2 separate regions of the Drosophila melanogaster genome follow, and region 2 is linked to region 1. The links are chromatin contacts, called in public targeted proximity ligation maps. All regions are on one chromosome and are shown on one strand. The core of a region is the stretch at or near the end of the contact, and the rest is flanking DNA. Distances in the headings are between cores, read along the strand shown. Region 1 holds the start of CG1146. Region 2 holds the start of Spn (Spinophilin).

What was found.
Region 2: a targeted proximity ligation map of the Kc167 cell line shows a contact between it and region 1, with 2.6 times the contacts expected there. A contact is called at or near these places in 10 of 107 Hi-C or Micro-C datasets (the D17-c3 cell line, the Kc167 cell line, the OSC cell line and 2 more) and 2 of 7 datasets of targeted methods (both in the Kc167 cell line).

What each region holds. Positions count from the first base shown.
Region 1 is chr3L:2,486,226-2,492,646 of dm6, reverse strand. CG1146 reads right to left here and starts at 3,843. Exons shown (of 2, transcript NM_167951.2): 1 at 3,757-3,843; 2 at 34-1,667. The coding sequence starts at 1,524. The coding sequence ends at 577. The region is part of intron 13 of Svil (Supervillin); the gene reads right to left.
Region 2 is chr3L:2,550,681-2,556,920 of dm6, reverse strand. Spn (Spinophilin) reads left to right here and starts at 2,629. Exons shown (of 16, transcript NM_001259642.1): 1 at 2,629-2,863. It overlaps msn (misshapen), which reads left to right. Exons shown (of 18, transcript NM_206252.3): 17 at 55-129; 18 at 192-2,074. The coding sequence ends at 365.

The DNA.
Region 1 (6,421 bases), core at 2,594-5,093:
TGCAAGAAATAAATAGATGGTCAACGTTCATCTAAAATTGTTCGAATGCCCAGGCGCAGCTGTGCATACAGTGTTTTCTCTTTATTAAGAATATACGATAATAAGGTGTGTGTGTGTGTGTGTGTGCTGCATTTAATACAGTTTTCATTTACAACATATAGTACATTTAACGATAAGTAATACTACCATACAAATTCATGTTTATTCATAAGTTAATACGTACAATCAGCATATTAGTTTAGCAGTACTGTTCTCTGTGAATGAGATGCTTCGCAATTTGAATTCGGTTTCCTGACACAACTAACGTTTTTTATACAATTGATTGGGATTCTAAGTACAGGCTTCGATTGCCAATTGCGATTTAGGTTGGAAAGTCTTTACTTTGATTTGCTTAAGTTTCCGTCGATTAAACAAACAAAATGCGGGCGTTTTCCTGTGGACTTGGGGGACTTGGCAAGGTCTCCGGTGGCTTTGTTTCCTGGACAAATGCCTGGTTGGGATGGGAGTTCACCTGGTTGTTCCATCTGACCCTGGGGGATGGCACTATAAAACGTTCCTTCAATCCCACCGTGTTCCTCATCTGGTTTCGTTGATGTACGTGGTCTCTTCGATACACGAGGCCTGCTCTTCGTTGAGGAGATCGGTGATGGAGTAGGCGGACAGGGGGCGTGAGAACCTCCGCTCGGAGAGAATATCATCGATGCTGGTCACCGGCGAGAGGCACTGGCAGTCCGGGCAGTCTTCCGGCTCCTCGGCACTCCGGGCGATCACCTGGAATATATCCTCCATGCTGGTCTGCAGGCACAGGGAAGGCGGCTTCCTCAGGAGAACCGGAGATCGGGAGTGCTCCAGTTCCGGGGAACTGGAGAGCGGGGAGGCCGTGGAGGGCGTGGCAGAGGTACCACGGGTTCGTCTTGGAACCGGCACTGCCATGGGCTCCCAATCGTTGTGGCTGGATGCCTTCTTGGAGGGCTCCTCCTCCAGTTCCTGCCACAGGTGCATCGTCTGCTCGATGTGCTGCAGCTGAGCCGAGAGCTGACTGGCGATGCTGGTTTTCCGCGAGACGCAGGGCGTCGAGTCTCTGGACTCATCGCTTGCTCCGAACATCCTGATCTCGGGAAGCGTTATGGGCGCAACGCGGCTCACCTGGCGCGTGTTGCCCGTCTCAAACATCCTGGCTATCTTGGTGACGTTGCTCCGCTTAACGGGCGCTGGACTAGGAGGTGGTAGCTCCGCTTTGGGCGCCACCTGCTGACGCTTGGGATACACCCGGGTCACTGGCTTCCTGGCCTTGGGCTTCACCTTTCCGGCGACCTGCTCCTGGCCCAGAACGTGGCAGCATAGCTCTGGGCCGTAGCAGCGGTGAAACATGTTCCTGTTGGCCTCGTAGTCCGCGTCCGCGAAGCGTTTCATCCGGATGAGGGACTTCGGCAGCAGGGTGACTACCACGTAGGAGACGAGGAGGTAAGGTAGCCATTCCGCATACTTCCAGGCGGTTTCCACGTATTCCGTGTAGTCCGTCATGCTCGCTTTGTTATCACAAATTGCAATTCGATTTGCTTGGCGGTATTTATTAACTTTTACCTCGCTTTTCCGCTGATATCGTTTTTTTCACTTTTTTTTATATTGTCGATAAGGGCAAAGTTTTATTATGACATCACATCACTCTGCAAGGGGATTGGTTAAATAATGGGATATTTCATTTATTTATTCACTGCTGGCAGAACGGAACACATTGCAAAATATTTACTTGGAGTTTTTATTTATTCAGCAATGTCTTCCGTGACTGGTTTATTTACTTAGTTCGCGTTTTTCTTTTTGTGTCCACAAAAATATATGTGTGTATGTTCTGAAAATTATCCAGATCTCATTGGACGTTCAGTTTCTAAAGTGTTTTCAAGAGCTGGTCATTACACTTCGAAGATTTTGATTCTTTCTTTTCAAATATTTTTAGGTATTTATGTATTAGTTTCTTGTTTATCCAAGCTTTGTTTTCGGGTTTGCAATGTTTTGTACCGGTTCAGCTTGAGTTCAATTTGTTTTGAATAAAAAGAGCTTGGTAAGACATTTAAAAAATTATGAGTGACATTCAAAACATTGCAAACTCCTATCCAAAGTTTCGTAGTTTTAAGGATAACATTCTCACACACCCACACACCTTTCTTCAAGTGGTGTCCACTGCGTTTTGCACTTTGCGACTGCCGCTTGCATTAATATTTATATTTATATTTCCATTAGTGCGTATTTTTATCTTGGCCCGACATCTGATAGCCCGAGCTTTATTTATTTATTTATTTATTTAGCAGCTATTTAGTTTTTTGCGAGCTGTTTCGGATCGGATTCTTTTGTTTCTTCAGCCGCTTTTTGTATTCCGTTGCGCCTCGCGGTCGTTCTCCTCTCTTCGGCTCCTCTTTTCGAACTCAGACGTGAACGCGAATGTCGATGCGAAACTCAGCGGTGCGATGCGAAACTGCTCCCCAAAGCGGGGAGCTTTTGCTCTCCCCCACGCTCTCTTGCTCGCTCGGCTGCTCTCTTTGGCGAGCGCAGTCGCCTTAAGCTCGCTCTTCAAGAGAGAGCAAACCTGCTGCACTTGCGCAGAATTCTTCTTGGCAATCTGATGATGCTGTTGCGCTGTTGTTGTTGTTCGGGCTGCCATTGTTGTTGTTCTGGTTGGGTCAAGTAGTTGGTCATGTCTGATAAGAGCGTGCGCGTGCGAGGGAGCCAGCAAATGGGCAACTTTCATTTCAAAGAAGTTCTTTTAGCAAACCTTAACCCTTTGCGAAATTTATACTGTATGTATAACACTGACATAAGTATTATAATTTTTGATTCTGAGTTTTGTAGTTCATTAGTAGCATGTTATATTTTTCAGCTTCTTTTAGGAATATATCTCTTTCAAAATTAGTGTAAATATTTGCTGCGGTTTCCACATTTCCACTGCGCTCTGTATCATCTTCGGTTTTATTATATTTGCCTGGTTTATCAGAGACGCGACATATGCAAACAGCTCACGTAGGTAAATAAACCAAATATAGAAAGGCACGATCAACAACAACAAACGGAGCAACTGGGGTGCCTCTTTGTGATTTATGGGAATTAATTGCTAATTGTTGATTTTGCGCCCCTTAGAAATTTGTGTCATCTTTTTGTAAAATCTTCCCATCTAATATAGACATTTGCATCGCGACTAGATGTGAAAACAGATGCGCCTTTCGGATTTCAGAACACATTTTGTGTCGAGCAGAGTGAAATACTTATTTCTGAATCATTTGCGTGGGTTCTGGTTCTTTTCTACGCGATTTGTAATGGCCAAAGAGATTGCGGTCACTTCGGAGATTTCATGTCAAATCTTATTTTATTTTGACAGTCGCACTTTGAGAAAGTTTTGTATTTACAGGTGGGTGGGTAGTCACGTATGTATGTGTGCTTATTTGTGCACACAAGTGGAATAGCCAGCCTTGAAACACTTTGGTATTTATATATCGCTTTTCATAATTTCATATTTCACTTTTTCTTTTCAGCCGCTGCCAAGCGAATGCGAACAAAAAACAAAAAATAATAGATAAGTAAAAACAGTGCCATTCGCTTCCTGCTGCATTCGACAGTTTATGCAACTCAGGAAACCACTTCGCATTACTTTTTATGCAACTCGCAGCGGGCCTCCAGTTTTATTTTTATTTTTAGTTGTCGCTTATCAATTTTAATGTCAATTGAAACCGGCAGCGGGTAATAATGCATACTAATAACAATAGCAACAATGTCTGGCGAATCGAGAGCTCAAATCAAACTCGAATTGCCGCTGCGAAGTGCGAACCACTCGCTTCCAAGTCGCGATTGAAACTGCCTCGTAAATTTACAGACCGCCGAAGTCGGGAACTCGGGATCGCATCGTATCGCATTGGATCGGATTCTTCAAAAGCCGGGTCTTCGAGGAAAACGAAGCTCCGAGTCTCCGACGACGAGGAGGAAGACGAAGCTGCCAAGACGACAGCTAAGAAGGCTTTTTAAATTAAACTAAGCGTAGTAAACAAGATCATTGTGGGCATGCCGTGAAAAAGGGTAAATTATAAAAAGGGTGATTTTAATGTGACAAATATCAGCTATGAAACTGAACAAGTAATGGTTCTTTGTAATTACTACTCAATTCTTATTTCGAAATACATTATTGTTAAGGAAGCTGTTTTAAGTCTTACTTTTACATGGTACCAAAACTTAACAAAAATTCGATCGTCTGTATACACACACATTTTCTGTACACTTCGTGACTGGAATGTGACCAAATAAAAAGGGACAACGAAATTTTTGGGCTGGGCCCACATCTGCCCAAGCTGATGAGATGAATCACCAGAGAAGAGAAGAAGGCAGCCAAGAAGGCCTAACGCGAAATTCATTTAGTCGCACTAAAAATAAACCAATGCAAGTTCAGCAACTTGAGGCACAATGATGTAATTGTCTAAAAATTCAATAGCTGCCAAGAAACTAAGAAAAAAGGTAGAGGATCGAGAGCAGCAAGCCACCTTATCTCGAGAAGTAATGAATCACATACAGAAGCAATAAAAGTAATCAGCAATAAGCAGGCATTCTTGCAGCTTGTAGATACATCGGCCAGATACAGATACAGCAGCAGATATATATATATACAGATACAGATACAAACGGGGAAAACAGAGGGCCGCAGTTGATTTTAGAAGTTTATGAACAGCTCGGGCTACTGCTGTTTTTCTGCCCCTTTCCGCCGCTGTTGTCACTGATGCGAGGGCATGGACTAATGAACAAGTACAGCAGCAACATCAACAGCACCGCAGCAACATTGCAGCATTGCAGCAGCAGCAGCAACTGCAACAATGATAATGAAGTAGACTGCGGCGAGCCGGAGCACAAAACTGCAAGTATATCAAATTTACAAAACAATTTACAACAGCAGAAGGCGAGGCCTGCAGCTGGAAGATGAGCACGTTCAAGATCTCCAGGCGGAGATCAAATGCTGCGGACCCTGCGAAGCCCCTAAAACAACAACTTCTGCCAGTTAGAAGCAGTCCAAAAGCAACCTTCGTTCGCCTCCTTTTCCATCTTTATTTCTTCACTTTGTAATTGTTGCTACAGTTAGGGAAAAAAGGTAAGTAAACTGCCCAAAAACATATATTATTTCCAAGAGCCAAGTGTTTGGTTTAATCAAAAAGTTAAAGATCAGACAAATATATTTGAAAGATATATTTTTTCTTTTTGCTTAGGAAGCAAACATTAATTTTCCAGTTGACACATTTTTTCTCTGAGTGTCTGGTCTGGCTGCTGTAGTTGCCTTTGGTTTGCTTTCTCAGATGCTGCGCTTGCCACAGCCCACAAGGCAAGTTTGGAAAATTATGGCAAAATGTAAGTTGGCAGTTGCCTCCAAATTGTGAAGGCAGGAGTAGAAAACTAGACACTGTCTATATATTTTTAGCTGCCCTCTTGGAACCGAAACTCCTGGATGCGAGATGCTGTGTGCTAGATGCTGTATTCTGGATGCGGCACTCTGGCGAGCCCTTCATTACTATGCGCATTTTCATTTGCTCCACTCCGTTTGTTCACTCGCTTTCTGCGATCGCGGCCTGATAAATTGTGCTAAATTACAAAGATTTCTTTCTGCCTTGACACGCGCTTGGGGACTGCGTCAAAGAGTTGGGCAGACTAATTGCGCATACGCCACCTGGGACGTCTGCCAAACAGCGCATGAATACGAGTGTCTCGCGTCCATCAGAGCAGAGAAAACAGAAATTCATCTTAATTATTAATAAATTGTACTATAATGGGCGTCAAGTGTCGTGGGGCGGAAAATGAGGGTAGAACTTTGGGTGGGGGAACAAGCGAAATGGGCACTCCCTTGCAGATGATCTATCTTCTCTAAATATATGCTCTGCACATTGACCTTGTCCCACTGTGCTGTCGTCAAGCACACAGAAAATAATACTTTGTAGTTTGCAATACAATGCAATATAAATAAAAGTCTAGCAATGGGAACCCCCACAATTAATTCGCTCAGTGTACTGAGCCACCATGAAAATAGGGAACCCAAAACAGTAACAGCTGTAGCAACCACAACAATAACAAAAGCGACAGCACTTGAAAACTCATTTGGCCTGAGAGTGGGGAATATAATATGCATTTTGTTTGGTGTGTGGGTCAGAAGATCGCTCTGACACGATTTCCTCACAATTTCTCCACCCAACAGACGATGGGATGGTGGGCACCATATATGTATATACATACATATAGAAACTCGTATAAGGAGGCGGAGTCCCAGTAATTAAGTGTGATTACTTTGGGGAAAGGCGCGAAAAGGGCGGCCGAAGACTGCCCGCATAATTATGAACCAGAAGTAACCGTTTACCAGAGAGAGTTCACTAAACTTCATGTCTCGCCAAAAGCTAGCGGCAATTTTCAA
Region 2 (6,240 bases), core at 1,380-3,879, 65 kb before region 1:
CTAGCTATTTAGTTGGCCAGTGTGTTAATACACTTTTTTTTTACTCCTTCTTAGTGGGGCGAGATGCCCACCTCGGTGGCCTACATCGGCACTGGACAAATCATGGGCTGGGGCAATAAAGCAATAGAGGTGAGTGAGCATGCTTTTGGGACCTCGAGTAATCATTTTAATGGTTTGTGCCCTCATTACAGATACGTTCCGTTGAGAGCGGCCATTTGGATGGTGTGTTCATGCACAAAAAGGCGCAGCGCTTGAAATTCCTTTGCGAGCGAAACGACAAAGTATTCTTCAGCAGTGCCAAAGGTGCTTCATCGTGTCAAATCTACTTTATGACGCTCAACAAGCCGGGCATGGCCAATTGGTAATCGAATCCAATCGAAACCAATCCAATTCAATCCAATCCAATCGACGATCGATGATCGTGGCAGGCAGCCTTCGATCGACGGCCCAGCGATCGATTTGCTCAACCGGCAACAAAATCAACCCATAAACATTTTCTTCTTATTTTACCACAAAAGGCAAACGAAAATGAATGAAAGTATCTAACGCGAACACATAAAAGATAATTAGCTGATTTAAGTGAAGAGTGCATAACGATTAAGTGAGATATCCTAAACAAACACACCAACAACAACAACAACAACAACACTCAACAACATACCAACAACCCGAGGTCATGAACTTGTGCTTATGAAATTCACCACGACAACGTTTCAATTAGTAAATGTGCTAAGAAAACTCGATCAACGCGAGTCTATATATATATATATACATATATATATATATATATATATGTGTATAAAATAATCTACTTAATATTTAGAAACGAACATTTCAAGCTCACTCGTCGAGGTTTTTTGTCAGATCTGGTCAGAAAAAAAACCGCAATTAAAGCAATTCGTATCCTCCATCCTTTCGATGTATGTATATTAACGTTACATAACTGAACAAACACCCAGCACACACGATTCAGATTCAGATTCATTTCAAATGTCGTTTCACGATTGTGTATGATTTCGCTTACAAGTTAAACTTAAGTTGAAAGTTAGCAACGCAGCATAAGCCCACAAAACATACAAGTATATCGAATTTTCTGCGCACAGCAGAAAATATAGAAGAAAATATATGCAGTTAGTTTTTGTTCTTGATATTATCAAATAGAATTTATTTGTGCGTTTCTGATAAATACGTGTTAGTGGAGAGAGAGCAGAGGAAATTTATACATTTTATGCAAATGCAAATGCAAATGGAAATCGAAGCGAAGCGAAGCAAAGCAAAGCAAACAAAACCCACATAAAACGCCATTGTAAAAACTAAGTGATAAACAAGTAAATAATTGATTAATGTAAAATAAAGCCGAAAGCAACACAAAACCCAAGCAAGCTTGCAACAATTGAGGAAATCCAATGGAAGTATAGAAACGCACCACGTCGTTTGCGAGGAGAGCTACCTTAATAACGAAATTGGAGGGAATTACAAAACGAGAACCTAGTTAAGCTGCATTTTTTACTGAACTTTTATACAGAGCCAAGAGAATGATGAAAACAAAAGCAAAAATAACGGATGAACGAATCGAGGAGGGAAATTAAACCAAAATTCTATAAATCGTAGCATGTTAAAATTGATAACCATCTCCGCTTTTTGTACTGTGTGCATTTCTTTGTGTTTTCACTAGCTTCAATATCAAAAGTGGTCACGTTGCAATATCTCTATATCGAGTGCATATAGAAGAATCTTGTCCCCAACTGGCACACACTCCAATGTCCCCAATGAAACACTAATTCTGCCTTATTTTATGTTGTTTGCGTGATTTCGCCCCACTCCCTTCTCTTCCACACGAAAAAGTCTCATGAAGAAGTATATTTAAAATATTGTTTGTTTTTGTGTTATAAACTGATTGTACGCCCCCGTATTTAGTAATGTTCATCCAAGCAAAATGGAAAGATAAGTGCACCAACATGCACGTCTAAAGCAACAAAAAAAAAAAATAAAAGAATTAGTAATAAATGCTTACTTTATTTCTAAAATAAAACAAGTAAAATGGTACAGAAATGAATGTAAATCTAATTATTATATATATATAATCTCAAAATTAAAAAAAAAAAATACAACAAAAGATCCGCATTTTATTTGCCGGTTGGTATTTATTATTAAGAAGTTATTTTAATACAAAAGGTATTTTAAAATTCGGTCACCAAACGAATATTTCAATATTTAACATGAATGTAGAGAGCTTTCTACTGGTTTGAGTCTTTGCTAGTTTTTACATTACCTTACAAATGACCTAAAGTGAATAATACAGATTTACTATAATTTTCTTAAAAACTTAAGCTCTTTAAATATTAAATATTGAGCTGCATTTTCAAGCGTTGTGCGTTTCCTAAGGAAAAATAAATTTGAATTTCGTAAAATGGCCAAAGCAATGCCAGTTTAGAACACAAACTTTTTGAAATGTAGCGCTGATTGCTCGAATATAAGTGAATAAATCGAATATTATTAGCAAGTTATCAGTGAGACCGCACTTGAATCGAGAATTAAAAACCCATAGCGCCAAAACAATTCACCGATAGTATCGAATAGTCGTCTCCTATCGTACCAGCTCTAAAAAAACAAAGCAAAACCAAAATCGGCCCGAAATTCAAGCTAAACGGACGCGTTTTCGTCGCGAGTTTAACCGCTGCAAAAATATCAACAATAAGTATAAATTGCCGCGGGTACTGAGTTCATATGATGATCGAGTGATTTTTTTCATCGTACAATTAACGTCCTTCGAAATAGGATATATTCGAGTATTCCGGGTCGCGAGTATTTAAAAAAAAGGATTTGTGTATACCGAAAGGGCTAAACAAAAAGCTTTTTAAAGGTAAATCCCAGCAAAGGAGTGTTAAATGGAGTTTGGCGAAAAGCTAATGTGCCGGAAAAAAGTACAAAACAGTGCGAATGAAAATAAAAAGACGCCGACTATATGTGTATAAGGTCCATGTGTATGTGTGAAAAAATCCTGGACAACGCCACTCCTTTTGCGCAAAGAAATTTAATAAAAAAAAACGCAATGAAGCTGTATATAGAGAGCAAAACGAAGCTGCGCCGGAGTTGAACGAAATACGAAGTGTAAATTGGGGGTGTGGGTGCCACACAATTCCGGGTGTACGCAAATATTTTGAAACGAAATCGCCATTAAATTCAGGTTCCGATTTTAGTGCAAATACAACGGTAAAACAATGAAATTGCATTTGGAGTAGCGGCATTTTTAGGGGTGTGTGTGAGTTCGAGTCCTGTCGTCCTGCTTGCACCCTCTGCGCAGAAGCAGGACAGCAAAAAACCCCCGAAAAAACAATTGCAAATTGCAGAATTGCGAGCGAAACACGAAAATACGAAAATAGTTTCGGCCAACAGCTGGCGAAGTTTCAGACACCTGGCGAAAAAACCAACATGGGACACTTAAACAGTTAAACGGTTCTCCTTTTTATGGCTTTTAATAACTGGTTTCGCAGAGCCTTTTCGCGTAGGTGCGAGCGAGCAGGAAGTATGCCCCAACCAAAGAACCGTTGATCGCAAAATGCAACTCCGATCGGGTGGGAATGAGTAAGAGAAGCGGGAGAGAGGGGGAGCGAGAGCGAGATGGAGACTGGGTGATAAAAAACCATAACATAACAAAACAAAACAAAACGAAAGCAAGTGACTTTTGTTTTTCTCTTGTTGTCTTAGGTTCTGTTTGCATGTGTGGGTTTCTTCTGATAATTTCGCTATCGTTGTTTTGGCCTTATTTATCGCCGTTCTTTGTTTTGCAATTCTGCGAGTGGCCGCAATTTATGCAAATATGCAGAAATCACAATTCTATTTGCACTATTTCCTCAATAAAAAATCGCTGGCGAGGCCAAGAACATTATATTGTTGTTAAACTCAGCTCTTCGCGGGTACAATTTCACCCTCTTTTGTGCGTCGCGTGCTCTGCGCTTCTTTTTCTCATTTGTTTATTTTTAGTTGCGGAATTTCTGGTTACAAACCGTATTTAATTTCAACGACTTCCCTCTGTTGTGCTCCTTATTCTCCACTCCCGCTTCCACTTCCTTCGTCGTCTTCTTCTCTCTCTGCTCCTTTGTCTCGCAGAAACAGTTGCGCTTCATGTCAGTCCCCAATACACTGAGAAAAAATGTGGTATCTGATGCTTATCTCAATTTAAAGGTCTTGTATTAAAATTAACGTATAGTGTGTGGTAGAGAATAAAATTTTCATACAATATCTTTATAGATAAACCATATCTAACGCTTTTTCCAGTGCACTGGAAGAGGGAGCTCCAAAAGATACAATAAGGGGAGTTTGGGGTAGAACACAACAAGATGAAGGGCCCGCCTTTGTTTTATGACTTCTGTGTATATTTATTTATAGTTGCTTCACTTTAATGTTTCAATTTTTATTTCCACACAATATCCATCGTCAATTTGTCGGCGACTTAAAAACTCATAAAGTATTCAGCTATTTTCCGGCGTCATTAAACTTTCGCCCACGCTCGAGCAATTTGCATAAACTTAATTAGTCAAATGCAGGCACAAAAAGTTATTCAACAAATTATTCTTAATTAACGAAACAGCCAAAATCGCATAGCATTTGACAGATTGAACATTCAAATGCGTTAATTTTCATGCAAATCTGGGCATTATGCTAATGCCTTTGAGTAGCCAAAAGTTAATTCAACGCCTTGAATTTATAGTTTCACCATTTTGGCATTTATGGAAAACTTTTGCAACGGCTTAAATGTTCTCAAAACTGCACCGAGTATTTCAAAAAAGTTGTTCTTCATTAAAAAAAAAAACCATATAGGAAGCCAGATGACAGATCAAACATTAAATAGCAATAATCTTGATTATGTGCCAAAGCTTGAACATGAATAATTGTTTCATATTATTCAGTTTTGTTTATGGAAAATCTTGACATCTGCTGATCAGATTAAAGAATTTAACTTTTCAAAAAAATTACCAAAGTTGAAAGACTTTGATTTATTGCTTCACATTTATGCTATTTATTTTACTTCTGAATCTTGTCGCAACTATTTCCACAGAAATCCAGATCGCAGATCTGTGTGAATTAAATAAATCAAACGCAAACAGACAAGAGAATAGTTATTCAAGAGATTATTCTTAATTAAAGAAGTAGACAGACTCTGTTTTCGTGTAAATCTGAGTTTTATGTTAATCACTGATATGTATATTGTTTTTTTTTACTTTTCGCATTTATGGAAATCTTTTGCAATGCTGAGACCGGCAAAAAGTCAACTATTTCGAACGAAATCGAGATCACAGATATCTCCGAACTCTTGAGTGTTATGTTTTTCCGTTTGTTTTTGTATCTTTTTTCGGTGGCCCACGCGCAGCTGGCGAAATCAAGTTTAGGAATTCCCCCGTAGCCCCCTAAAAAAATATAGATACCCCTGACTTTATCTCTTGCGTCACTTGATTTGGCGCAAGCTTAGCACACGACTCTTTTGGGTCCATTTTTTGCGCCATATGATCTTGGATCTCTGGCATTTTTAGTCGACTTTTCAATGAAAACCCATAGCCACAATAGTAGCTATAGGTGTATATATCTATGTATCTCTACTGATATTAACAGTCGCCGCAAAATGTCGCCTTTATTTATTCATCCACTTTTTTTTCCTACCTTTTTTTATGAGGCTGCCGTTTGGCGATCCGCCATATAAGGCATCTAAATTGTGTGCGCGTTTGGGTCTTGGATTTTCGGTTGATCAATGATCATGATTCGTTCATGGCTTGGGGCCATTCGGCTTTTATTGTCTGAGGAAAAGCGATATTAGCTAAGCCTAATGTGGCCATTTGTGGCTTGATTTTTATTTGATTGTTACAGGGTTCACTGAACCCAGGTTGCAGTTCAATTAGTCGGTCGAATTTGGCAGAGAAATAGTGGTAATACATGTTAGAAAAACTTGAACTTGATACGAGTACTGACATTAGACTATAGTAGGATTAAATAAGACTTGGTGCTGTTTTAAACTTCTTTATATCCAGAATACTTTCATATAATTATCGTATGCCGCTCCGCATGAGATTCCAATGATTACGCCAGTTGCATTTAGGTAATTGATAGTTGGCCACAGCTGCAGTGGTCCATGGGGCCGGAGCGGACCCCATTCCCGCCCAGAGTTCAACCCACACCTCTCTAACGGCCATGCAACCACTTGCGCACCACTTTGTCCACTTGTCCGGACAGCAAACTGAAAAAAAC